2 separate regions of the Callithrix jacchus genome follow, and region 1 is linked to region 2. The links are chromatin contacts, called in public Hi-C maps. All regions are on one chromosome and are shown on one strand. Each heading gives the region's core, a stretch centred on a gene start, on an enhancer-like site or on the middle of the called end of the contact. The rest is flanking DNA. Distances are from core to core; before and after follow the strand shown. Region 1 holds the start of TGFB2 (transforming growth factor beta 2). Region 2 holds the start of LYPLAL1 (lysophospholipase like 1).

Region 1 (6,162 bases), core at 300-2,799, 840 kb before region 2:
AACACTTATTTTATTCCAGAGTTTTTCAATATGTGATAATGGAAAAAAGTCTGTATTCAAGGGAGTTCAGAAAATGCTGGGTTAAAAGAGTGAAACTCTGCAGGAGTTTCGGAGCCTTTATAATGATAACGTTCCGGAATGAGGAATCTAAGAGGACAGTAGAGTACCCAGTATCTCCCAGACTTGTTTGACCCAGAATTTCTGTTTGTCAGAACATATTCTGGGACCACGGTTTCTCAAAAGCACATAGTTGGTAAGAACATAGTGGATCCTGACTGCAAAAATCCAGCTCTACCACCTACTGTGGTCTTAAAGTACTTGACTTCTTTGTACCTCAGTCTCCTCATCTGCAAAACATGGATAATACCTACTTCCTCGGGTTGTTGTGAAGGTTAGATGGCCATACACAACACACATCACATCACTAAGTGTAGTACACATTAGCTATTATTATTTTATTCATCCAGTGCTCTACTCATGATCTAGGCCTCATACACATCTAAAGTATAAATTCCAAAAGTGGTGGAAGGTTCTTTGTGACTTTTCTGAACTAGGGAACATATGAACTAGGGAATAGTATAGACACCTTGGGTTTGGGGGAAAACTCAACAGAGTTTCCAGTTTAAATCATCTGTCTAGTCAGTATGGCTGCAGAGTCATGCTGAAATGAAAATGTTGACTTTGAGTAACTAAAGGTAGAAGAAGAGAAAAAGGGAAAGCGGAACAGTGGTAAGAATTATTCTTGTATTCATCTAATTTAGACTTGGTTGAAATAGAAAATGTCAAGTTATGAGTAGTGTAGAACAGTAGACATCAAACACTTAAAATTCCAGCTTCCTGGATTAATGCTGTGGAAAGAATGAAGTTGGTTGATGGTGTTTAGCCTCGCAGGAAGGTGAAGAGAAAGCCATACAGGAAGTGGCTAGGTAGCAAATTATAAAGGTGACCATTCATTCAAGTAAGTAAAAACAAATAAATGTACCTTATTCTTTAGGTAAAAAATGATGCCTCTCTGTTTTCCAGCAGTTCCCAAACAGAAGGCTACATTGTAAACTACAAACGAACAGAACAAACTCTAGGATGGCAGCCTGTTGAGGTATCCCAGGAAATTAATGATGACATTAATTTAAAAGATTGGAAGGTATGTCTTCAGGACTGGCCTGGCCCTGAGTAGACCGGCATTCCCTCCCATAGAAGCATGTGTGCACACCTAACAGAGGAGGAAAGCCTTCCGTTCTAGAGCAAGTGATTCCGTTTGGGAGGCTGTGACTGAGCTACACTAAGTAAAAACGGGAGACTTGATTGTCCTTCAACAGACCTGTCCAAATGACTAGAAAGTAAATGCCGTAAATCACAGAGCGCACATCCCACCTCCTTCCTCCCTTTCCCACAGCGGTCCTCATTTCCACACCCCCTCAACGGTTCGGGGAGAGCTCGCGGTCGAAGTAACGAGAGGACTTCTGCCTGTAATCCTAGCACGTCACTTTGTTGAAGGCAGACACGTGGTTCAGAGAGAACTTATAAATCTCTCCTCCCCGGCAAGATCCTGATGTTATCTGCTGGCAGCAGGAGGTTCGCTCCGAGCGGAGCTCCAGAAGTTCCGGACAAGAGAGAGACAGATAGAGATAGGAAGAAAAAGAGAGAAAGAGAGAAAAGACAGCGGAGCCAGAGCGCAAGTGAAAGAGGCAGGGGAGGGGGTTGGAGAATATTAGCCTAACGGTCTAGGGAGTCATCCAGGAACAAACTAAGGGGCTGCCCGGCTGCAGACCGGAGGAGACAGAGAGGGTCTATTTTAGCGTGGCAAGTGCCTACCTACCCTAAGCGAGCAAGTCCACGTTGGGGAGAAGCCAGGAGAGGTTGGGAAAGGGTGGGAGTCCCAGGGAGCCCCTACGCAACCCCCTCCGGAATAAAACTCCCCAGCCAGGGTGTCGCAAGGGCTGCCGTTGTGATCCGCAGGGGGTGAACGCAACGGCGGCGGCTGATCGTCTGTGGCTGGGTTGGCGTTTGGAGCAGGAGAAGGAGGGAGCTGGAGGCTGGATGCGTTTGCAAGCGGCGGCGGCGGCGGCAACGTGGAGTAACCAAGCGGGTCAGCGCGCGCCCGTCCGGGTGTAGGCCACGGCGCGCAGCTCCGGGAGCAGGATCCGCGCCGCCTCAGCAGCCTCTGCGGCCCCTGCGGCACCCGACCGAGTTCCGAGCACCGCGCGAAGCGCACTCCTCCCCGCGGCGCGCCGGGCTCGCCCACAGAGCGCGCGCACACGCGCACACACACACACACACACACACACGCACGCACACACGTGTGCGCTTCTCTGCTCCGGAGCTGCTGCTGCTCCTGCTCTCAGCGCCGCAGTGGAGGGCAGGGCCGAACCGCTCCTTCTTTAAATATATAAATTTCTGCCCAGGTCAGCCTCGGCGGCCCCCCTCACCGCGCTCCCGGCGCCCCTCCCGTCAGTTCGCCAGCTGCCAGCCCCGGGACCTTTTCATCTCTTACCTTTTGGCCGGAGGAGCCGAGTTCAGATTCGCCACTCCGCACCCGAGGCTGACACACTGAACTCCATTTCCTCCTCTTAAATTTATTTCTGCTTAATAGCCACTCGTCTCTTTTTCCCCCATCTCGTTGCTCCAAGAATTTTTTTTCTTACTCTCCAAAGTCAGGGTTCCCCCTGCCCGTCCCGTATTAATATTTCTCCTTTTGGAACTACTTGCCTTTTCTTCTTAAAGAAATTCAAGCAGATACGTTTTTCTACTGGGCATTGAATAGATTGTTTGCAAAAGTTTCGCCTCAAAAACAAACAAAACCAAACAACTCTCCTTGATCTATACTTTGAGAATTGTTGATTTTTTTTTTTTCTGACTTTTTTTAAAAACAACCTTTTTTCCGCCTTTAAAAAAAATGCACTACTGTGTGCTGAGGGCTTTTCTGATCCTGCATCTGGTCACGGTCGCGCTCAGTCTGTCTACCTGCAGCACACTCGATATGGACCAGTTCATGCGCAAGAGGATCGAGGCGATCCGCGGGCAGATCCTGAGCAAGCTGAAGCTCACCAGCCCCCCAGAAGACTATCCTGAGCCCGAGGAAGTCCCCCCGGAGGTGATTTCCATCTACAACAGCACCAGGGACTTGCTCCAGGAGAAGGCGAGCCGGAGGGCGGCCGCCTGCGAGCGCGAGAGGAGCGACGAGGAGTACTACGCCAAGGAGGTTTACAAAATAGACATGCCGCCCTTCTTCCCCTCCGAAAGTAAGTACTCATTTTCACTTCCATCCCCCGAGGTTTAGCGCTGCCCGGAACTCTCAAAACCGCAGCAGCTCCCGGGATCGCCCTACTCTCTCGCGGCTCCCGTTCGCTCTTTTCCCGTTCTCCTGCCCTTCGCCCCATCCACCTCCTCCTTTCCAGCTGTATGCCTGAGGCCATCGGGCTTTAAAACGTTTACTTTCTACTTTATTTTCTCCATCTCTCCCTTCCCCCAACAATTCAGCCCTTTAAAAGGCGTTATTCTCTTTTTCTCTTCCCTAAAATTCTTTAGTCGGCCACCAGCTAGGAGTCAGCCCCACTCTGTCAAACTAGAGGTGCTCCCAGGGGGAGAGTTAAACTTGGGAATCTTGGTAGGTTTGTTTTCTTTGCTCCGATTGGCGTGGAGCGCGCCGAATTGGTGCACGAAGGGGTTAAAAAAAGTGTCTCAAAACTAGCCTCTCCGGAAGGCGCCCCCTTTCCGTGCTGACCTATCAGCCGGTTCCCCAAGCCTTCTCTGTTGTCTCTAACTCCCCTAAAAATGTCAGCATCGCCGAGACAAAACCCGATTTGGAGACCTCCTGAGAAACCTACCTGGAAACCCTCAGTCCTTGATGTATCGTTTGCCATCACTAGATGCTTAATTACCCAAAGACAAAAATCCTATCACCACGTTCCCTTTTCACCTGGAGTGGTAGAAAGGACAACTTCGTTTCTGACTGTGTTTTAAAAGGTTTTAGTTCACGTTATTTTTCAGAATACACCCAAACCTGCCGTATTCAGAACTCCAATGTAGCAGATCATTTTTCCTAGGTTTTTTTCTGGTCTGTTATCCCGCTCCTGCCTTTTTGTAGGCTTCCTGCAGTTATTTCAATGCATTTCTAAAACGCAGAGTAGACGACAGCCGTTTTTTTTTTTTTTTTTAAACTGGCTTCTCTGAGAACAGTGTCCTCAAAACCAGCTGGCATACAGTAGCAATGGGAGTGAAATGATTTATTGTAGAGGAAGGGAAGAGACAGTGTAGAATTATTTCAGAGTTCTTTAAAAAAAAAAAAAACACACACAACAGAAAACAAACAAACAAACAAACAAAAAACAAACACGAAAAGAGGCAGCAGCATCCACTAATACCTGAGAGGGGTTAAATACCAGGAAGAAGAATAAGAAAAGAAAAACAAACAAACAGAACGCTCTTCAACATTTGCCTATTCCAAATCCCAAGTCGTAAACTTCTCATTGGTTGCTCATTTCTCTCCTCCCCTTTCCATGCCCTATATACTTGCTGGCTGCCTTTGCAAAGTCTCTGTGTCTTGCCTAAATAGATAATACAGCCATCTCGATAATTTTATCATAGAGGTTCTAATTGCAGGGTGGTGCTTTTCTTTTTTAATATTTATTTTTAGTTTGACAAGTCCTAGCTATGTGACTTGTCATGTCTTGTACTTGATGGTCTCAGAAGTCAGCCCGTGTGTCTAATCGCAGTCTTCCCGGTGACCTTTATTTTGCTGCAGCTTCTCCTGTTCTTCTTGTATAGCAGAACAGATGCAGAGAATTCTGGCAAGCAGGAAGATTTTATTACTGTAATTATGGCACTATCCACAGCAGTGTTGATAAATACACTCCACCCCTGGTTATCCCCTTGGGGAAGTAAAGCTTTCTATCTGGGGTGGAGCCAGGAAGATATTAGGAAAGAAAGTTCATTGTAATTAGTCCAAAACCATTGAGACAAACAAGGAGTTGAGTCAGTTTGCTTTTTCTAGCACGTGCACCGGTTCTACTGGTATTTGGGCAGAGAGGAAAGTATGTTATGTAGAACCCGAATAACTCATCTTTCAATGTTTATATGCAAAAGTTCTAATAAACTGCCAGGGCTTTTACAACACAGAAAGGAGCTCTGGTCTCATTACCGAATAGGTGTGGAGAGAGCAAGTAACCCAAGAGGGCATTACTTCTTTGTTCTCTCAAGCACGCTTCAGTCTGAAGAGCTGAGATGGTCCGACCCGGGGTCATGGTCATCAACAAACTGGAAAAATTCCTAGATTATTAGGAGGATTTCAGAGTATGGCATGTAGCATCAATGTGTGGATTCTCCTCTCCATTTCACTGCAGCCACCAAATAAATGAAAACCTCTGATACATCCAGGATAAATAAAACATACTGCCAGTTTTCATGCAAAGAATACAGGCTTTAAAAAGTCTATATTCCGTATGGAAATTTAGGAGCAGACAGCCATAGCAACAGCAGGTTTGATACTACCGTGCGAGGACTGGATAACTTTATAGAAAAGAGGTTAACTGATTTTCCAGCACTTTCTAGTTACATTGGAATATAGCAAACCCTTCCAAAAAAAAAACCTTATTTTTAAAAATCAGATTGAAAGTACAGCATTGGTGTATATACCAGCTTTCCCTCTTTAGGACTTTTCTGCCTAACTTTTAACTCAGCTGTCACTGAAGTGGCTGTGGGGAGGGAGTGTGCCTGCCATTCCTTGCAGTGAGTCTTGTGAGGGTCATAAGCCCCAGAGATGAAGGCATGGGAAAGATCACTGGTTCATTTTTTACCACCAACTTATTAGCGTTGAGGGAGTGAGTGCAGCTCAAGTATTACAAATATGCTCTAATTATACTCAATGAGCTATATATCATTAGAGATCGCTGATAGCCCTTTGTAGGACATTTTATAAAGTTCAGACTAAATATTTTTAGCAATGTGGAGATTTAAAAGTAAAAATATAAGAGATATTGTATATGCCCTCAGGCATATTTTGTCTTAAATATTATCCTTGGCCAAGTGTACTACATAAATACAGTAAATATGAATAGAACTGGCCAGGTGCCAATCTCCTAGGATGAATTTTAGTCAAGAATGTATTTATGGGATATAAATAATACTGTGTCAACATTTAAAGAAGGGGTCTGATTAGTTTTGAAT
Region 2 (6,777 bases), core at 208-2,707:
TGTTTAAACGTGATGCAGACTGCAATGAATGGGAAGACCAGTGTTTAATGGCACTTAAGCTTCTACTATGTTACTCTGTTAAATTTTACACGAGGAAAGAGCAACCTGCTGGTGCCACAGCCTTCATTATTAAAAGATACCTTTTAGTTTAAGCCTTTATAGAGGAAAAAAATTGTTTTACATGAGGAAAGAGCAACCTGCTGGTGCCACAGCCTTCAGTATTAAAAGATACCTTATGTTTCAGCCTTTATAGAGGAAAAAATCCGTTTTTTAGTATTTTTAAATTGTGGTAAAATATACATAAAATTTATTAATTTTACAGTTCACTGGCATTTATTAACAATGTTGTACAACCATCATCACTGCCCATTTCTAAAAATGTTTCAGTATTCTAAGCAGAAACTCTGTAGCATTAAACAACAACCTCCCAGCCCCCCTTCCCTTAGCCCCTGGTAACCTCTTCTACTTTCTGTCTCTATCATTTGCCAATTCTAGATATCTCATGTAAGCGGAATCATACAATTATTTGTCCTTTTGTGTCTGGCCTATTTCACTTGGCATAATGTTTCAAGGTTCATCCAAGTTGTGGCCTGTATCCAAATCTCATTCTTTTTAAAGGCTGAGTAAGACTCCATTCCAATATGCACATAGCACGTTTTGTTATCTCTCCATCTGCAGATGAACATTTGTTTCCACCTTTTAGTACTTGTGAATAGTGCTGCTATAGAACACTGATGTATGAGTATTTGCTTGAGTACCTGCTTTCGTTTCTTTTGGGTGTATACGTAGCAGTGGAACTGCTGGATCATACACTAAGTCAATGTTTAACTTTTTGAGGAACCACCAAATTATTTCTATTGCTGCGACATCATTTTACATTCCCATTAGCAATGCACAAGGTTTCTAATTTCTACACATCTTCACAAATACTAATTTTCTGGTTTTGTAAAAATAAGATCCATTCTAATGGGTATATAAAGTAGAATCTCAATAAATGAGATTTGCTTTGTAAACTACTAAAAATAAGAGACACGAAAAGAAGTTATTATTATATGTCTGACTTACCCTGTATATCAAAAGCTGCAAACATCCTGTGCCAGTCCCAAGGTAAAAAGTAAAATATGCTTCTATTAAATTTTAAACGTAATAACACTAATATTTCTACAGGTAATCTTGACTTTTGGGATTGTATTTAAAATTCCTACAGCAAATGCGAGGGTTATAAACATATCCATTAGTCATTGCAGAAGTCCATACGAGGCTGACACACGTAGAATTCCAGTCTTGGCAAAACTAAATTTAGTAAGGTTACAATTGCCTCAAACTGGACTCCAAACTGCTGAGATCTGAGAGCCGGCCAGCCGCGCTGCGCATGCGCGCTCCCGGGCGTGCTCCCTCGCGTGCGTGCGTGTTTGCGAGCGCGGCCCCGCTCGGCGACGCAGGGGCGGAGCCGCTTGACTGGCAGTGGTATCAGCGATGGCGGCTGCGTCGGGGTCTGTTCTGCAGCGCTGTGTCGTGTCGCCGGCTGGGAGGCATAGCGCCTCTCTGGTCTTCCTGCATGGCTCAGGTGGATTTCAGTTTTACGTCCTGGTTTTCTACAGCTCGGGAAACATCCTCCCCTCGGTTACCCCACTTTTGCCCAAGTGCAGGTGTCGCTGGGCCCACGTAGGGCCCGGTGGGTGGCTAACCCGTCTCCAGCCCCGGCTATGGATTCACGGGCAGCGCCGCCTGCCCCCAGCCTCCCCTCTTAGTCTTCCTCTTACTATGGGGCGGTCACTGGCCCACCACCCTCGCTTAGGGGCCTTGTGTCCCGCTGCTCAGCCAGCCCTCCATCCACACATTCTCTCCAGTGCAGCCTATACCACATCCCTATTCCTCGCCCCAAGTTTAAACTGAGCGAGTTAGTAAGGTAAGTCTTCTGCTAGAGGGAAATTATTTAGTTTTTGTCATGATCAGCTACTAGTGATTTTTCAGTCGTAATTGCCCATTGCTTTCTCCAGGCTCCCCTACTGTAGACAATTGAGATTCACAGTTAACTTAGATACTGTTTACAGAATATCTCCTTTCTGCGAGCCACTGTGTCATAGCTGGAGTCCTTTCTCTCCCTTTCCTTTTTCCTGCTCTTCTTTCCTTCCTTCCCCTTTATCGCCTGTGTCATTAAACTTCCAATATAGACTACAGGGGCAGGAGCCCCAGAGGCATTATCTTCCACTGCCTGACCTTAGTAACGTGTACTTAATGCTGTATCGTTTCTTACACTCATCTGTAATCACTTTTTTCTGTCTTCCCTACTGAATTGTGAGCTTCCCCACTGGATTGTGAGAGTAAGGGTCCTTGTGTCCATCTTTGCACCCCCAGTGCTTGGCCCAGGGTAAGCTCTCAGGGAATGTTTTTTGTTTTTTTTTTTTTGTTTTTTTTTAAAGAAATGCGATGCAGCCGGTGTCCTTAGGGGGCCTACCTAAAGTTAAAAACAAAAACAATTCAATTAGCTTGAGTCAGCAGTGCATGGAAGATCACAAGACGGTGCCTGGTTTCCTGCCAAGTGACTTGTAAGAGAAGAAAATGTGGTTAGGCATTATTAAGGCATTTGGAAGATGAAAAGCTTGTCAGACTTTTCGAAGAAAGGGGTCTTTGAGCCGAGACGGGTAGGCTAAAAGGAATGGTGATTGGAAGGGAATTGGAAAGGTTGGGCAGAGACCTGGAAAAGGGTAGTTGTGGGAGGTGTTCTCTTTATTTTGAAAATGAGGCCAGACAAGTTCAGCTGCTTGGCCAAGGTCTCTTAGCTGTTACTGTGAGTGGTGGCGGATTTGGGATTAGAACCCAAAGCTCTCCGACGTCAAACTCAGGGCTCTGGTTGGGTGAGGTGAAAAAGCTTGAAGTAGGATGTATCGTTTTGGAGATAGGGAAGAAGAGGGCTGATGGTGTTTAAAGGAAAAGACTTGGCATATATTTAGAAAGTGAGGTGTGCAAGATGACAGCGGTACTTAACTAGGAGGTTAGTAGTGCTATTTAGGGCTCCAAGACTGTTCATTCATAAGTACCCAGAAATTCCCTAGCACTATACCCTTTCACATAAATAATCAATTCTCATCATCTTTAGGAAGAATGCCTAGACTGTGTTCTTTTTTTCCTTCCTGGAGCACTTTGCTTAAAATAACTATCCTTACTCTTTTAAATTTCACATTACATTTTTATAACCTGTAAGGATATGTCTCTAAGATTCAGTCATGTATATATATTTTTTCCTTTGTACTTTGAACAAAGAATTTATGCAAAAAATTCTGCAAAGTATGCAAGTATAATGTGATTCCTATATATTTAATTCTCCATTGAAGTAAATAAAACCCTTATTGGGAGTAGGTCTTTATCATCTTCGTCTTTGGGAGTAGGTGTTCATCATCCAGTAGGTCCTCAGCAGCTAATGATTTTACATTAAACTTTAATATATGTGTTTATCATATAGGAGAAATTTCGTTTCTGCTTAATTAGAATATGGGCAAACCAGTTCTAACAGTTTTATCACACTCAGTTTTACCATCCGGTTAACCAGTTCTAACAGTTTCACTCTTAAATAAGGTACCAGCTTTTTTAAAAGTGGACATTGTGAATGGATAGATAGATGCTATTTTGTAGCTTCATTCTTATTCTTCAAGGTCGAAAAAATGTTACTAATGACAGTTGTTTTTTTTAAACCTTAAAAGCTTGAGATTTTCTTCTAGGAGATAGCAGCCATAGAAGAACATATGAGAGTGTAAATTGTATATAGCCAACTTAATTTGAGCCTTTTCTATTAATAAAATACTAAAGACAGACCTTTTAAGATGATAAAAATAAATGATAGGTTAATTAGTTTTGTTCAGTCTCTCAGATCAGATTAATTCACTCTGTTTTTCTCCCACCAGACACTGGGTCTTCTTTCAGTGGTAGTCATATCTGCAATTATGTAATGTCTGTATTCCACATGAAGCTATTAGGCTCACAAAGCCCAATCCATGTGTCTTGTTTATTGCTTTCTTTCTGTATTGGTAAAGTCACCAGTAAGCTCAAGCTGTGTGTCACTCAATGTAATGGACATTTTTCAGTCTTCCTCTTACTTGAACTTGTCATCCACATTGAACTTTCTTCTCAAAAACTCTCCGGGTTCTTTTTTTGTCTTGATTTGCTCCTTCTGCTTTCTTTTGCAGACTCATCCTCCTCTGCCTGGCCATTAATGATAGGGTTTCTCTAAATATGGTCCAAGGTCTTTTCACTCTATATTTTTCTCCCTGGCTAATCACAGAAATCTCCTAGAGATACCCATTTGTGTCACTGATATACAGGGAAAAATAGAATCTTTGAATTTCAACTGCCCGGTAGACATTAATTAATGAATCCATTCATTCAAGAAATATATCACAGCCTTTGGGTGTGACTGACAGCGCGAGCCTGCAGCCCTCCCTGCACGGCGTCCCACCACGGAGCCCACGGTGTTGTTGGCCGTGTGTGCGCTGATCTTCCTGCTGTGGGTGCGCGTGAAGGGACTGGAGTTTGTGCTCATCTATGTGTAAGGCACTGTTCTGTGCTCTGATCATAAAGCAGTGAACAATACAAATCCATGCTCTCATGGATCTTATGTTCTTTTTTTTTTTTTTGAGACGGAGTTTCGCACTTGTTACGCAGGCTGGAGTGCAACGGCGCGATCTCGGCTCACGACAACCTCCGCCTCCTGAGTTCAGGCAATTCTCCTGCCTCAGCCTCCTGAATAGCTGGGGTTACAGGCACACGCCACCATGCCCAGCTAATTTTTTGTATATGTTTTAGTAGAGACGGGGGTTTCACCATGTTGACCAGGATGGTCTCGATCTCGTGACCTCATGATCCACTAGCCTCGGCCTCCCAAAGTGCTGGGATTACAGGCTTGAGCCACCGCGCCCAGCGGGATCTTATGTTCTAATAAAAGAAACACTGTAGTAGAAGTCAGTAAGTTTTATGGAGACAAAGAAAGCAGAATAAGGGAATGCTTCCATGGATGAGGAGTTGGAACAGTGTTACAATTTTAAATAGGATATGCCTCACCGCAAAGATGACAGATGACACTTTACAGGTAACAAAGATGACACTTTACAGCTAGACTTAGGTGAGAGAATAATGTAATTATTGGATTAGGCTGTTTAGACAAAGGAAAAGCCAAGTCAGAGGCCCCAGGGTAGGTTCCTTGACAAGTTCAAGGAACAGCAGGAAGGCTAGTGTGCCTGGAGTGAGAAGAGTAGGAAGGGATATCCAAGAGGGTACTGACATCAGGTAGTGTAGGGCAGGGGTTGGCAAACTTTCTGTAAAAAAGTAGTAAGGATTTTATGTTTTGTGTGTCATGTAAGGTGTCTTCCACATGCTTTTCCCTTCTCTCTCTTTTTAAGAAAGGACACTTTAATAATATAAAACCCATTCTTAGCTTATCCTTTTTAAGGACCCTAGGCTGGATTTTGTCCTACCCTCTAGCTGGCCATAGCTCTTCCATCAACCCATGGTATAAGAACTTGTATGCAGACTCAACCTGTGTATACCTGTTGCTTCTTGTGTTTCCAGTCTAGGCAGGTTCTAGTATTATTGTTGACCCAGTTACTCCAGCCAAAAGTCATCTGTGAAACCTTTCACTATTGACCCTTCATAAGTAATCTGTTGTCCATGTCTATTAATTTTACCACCTAAATTTCTCTAGTATCTCTTTCTATCTACATCATCACCCTAGTCTAAGCATGAACAGCAGTTTCCTAACTATCTCTGTACATCTACTTTAGCTCTCTTTCAGTTCTGTCTTCACACAGCTTCCAGATTGATCCTTTAGAATCATGCCAACATTTCTGTGAGAAATATTCATGGCTTCTCCACGAACAGATTTGTCAGGTTCCTACAGTTTCTCTTGTCTCATTTTATAGTCACTGCTCTTCCTCTCATCCTCTGCTTTTCAGTTCTTTTTGTTTGTTTGAGACAGAGTCTCCCTTTGTTGCCCAGGCTGGAGTGCAGTGGCACAATCTCGGCTCACTGCATCTTCTGCCCCCCAGTTCAAGCGATTCTCCTGCCTCAGCCTCCCGAGTAGCTGGGATTACAGGCATGTGCCACCACGCCCGGCTAATTTTTGTATTTTCAGTAGAGACTGCTTTTTAGTTCTTAGATGTCATACTGCTCCCTCTTGTCCAGAATCTTGGCACCTCCCCTTTCCTTGGCCTGAGATACTTTTTACTTCCACATTGCACTTGTCACCATCCTGCAGACTTTAGTTCAAACCATTCAGCAACTATCTTTGGATACCCACTTTTTGTCAGTCCTGTTCTAGGCAGTAAGTGAACAAATAACTCAGATAAAATACATAGTAAACTTAATCTTGCAGAGTTCATAGGCTTAGTGCATTTATCTTTGAACTCCTTAATCCAGTCAGTTCTAAATTTTTGCAGCACCAAGTGTCTCATCTTTGCAGCAGTTACATTTCTCTTTCACATTTATTTGTGTGATATTTTGGCTAATTTCTGTTTCTCACAATATGCTACATACTAAATGAGAGTGGAGACTCTATTCCTCCCTCATCCCGCCATCATTTCCTCTCTGGCAGTGAACACAGTGCGTGACACATTAACAGGAATTCAGTAGACAAGCTTTTGAATTGACACCCTAATGAATTAATTGATTAAAAAATTAAAGCTGTGACCTCTCAATTTCCTCCTCAGGACTACTTAAGATGGACTTATATTTCCTTCCATTTTTTTGGTGTGTGTAAATACATATATATTAATTTTTGTAGGAGTT

What was found. Hi-C and Micro-C count contacts between places; a contact is called where the count stands out from the background.
Region 1: a Hi-C map of skeletal muscle shows a contact between it and region 2, with 5 times the contacts expected there. The contact joins the promoter of TGFB2 here to the promoter of LYPLAL1 in region 2. A contact is called at or near these places in 2 of 3 Hi-C or Micro-C datasets (both in skeletal muscle).

Annotation. Positions count from the first base shown.
Region 1 is chr19:10,720,922-10,727,083 of calJac240_pri, reverse strand. It overlaps TGFB2 (transforming growth factor beta 2), which reads left to right and starts at 1,549. Exons shown (of 8, transcript XM_035281121.3): 1 at 1,549-3,239. The coding sequence starts at 2,894.
Region 2 is chr19:9,880,677-9,887,453 of calJac240_pri, reverse strand. LYPLAL1 (lysophospholipase like 1) reads left to right here and starts at 1,457. Exons shown (of 5, transcript XM_078356548.1): 1 at 1,457-1,909. LOC103789190 (a long non-coding RNA gene) reads right to left here and starts at 1,392. Exons shown (of 9, transcript XR_013529725.1): 1 at 1,066-1,392.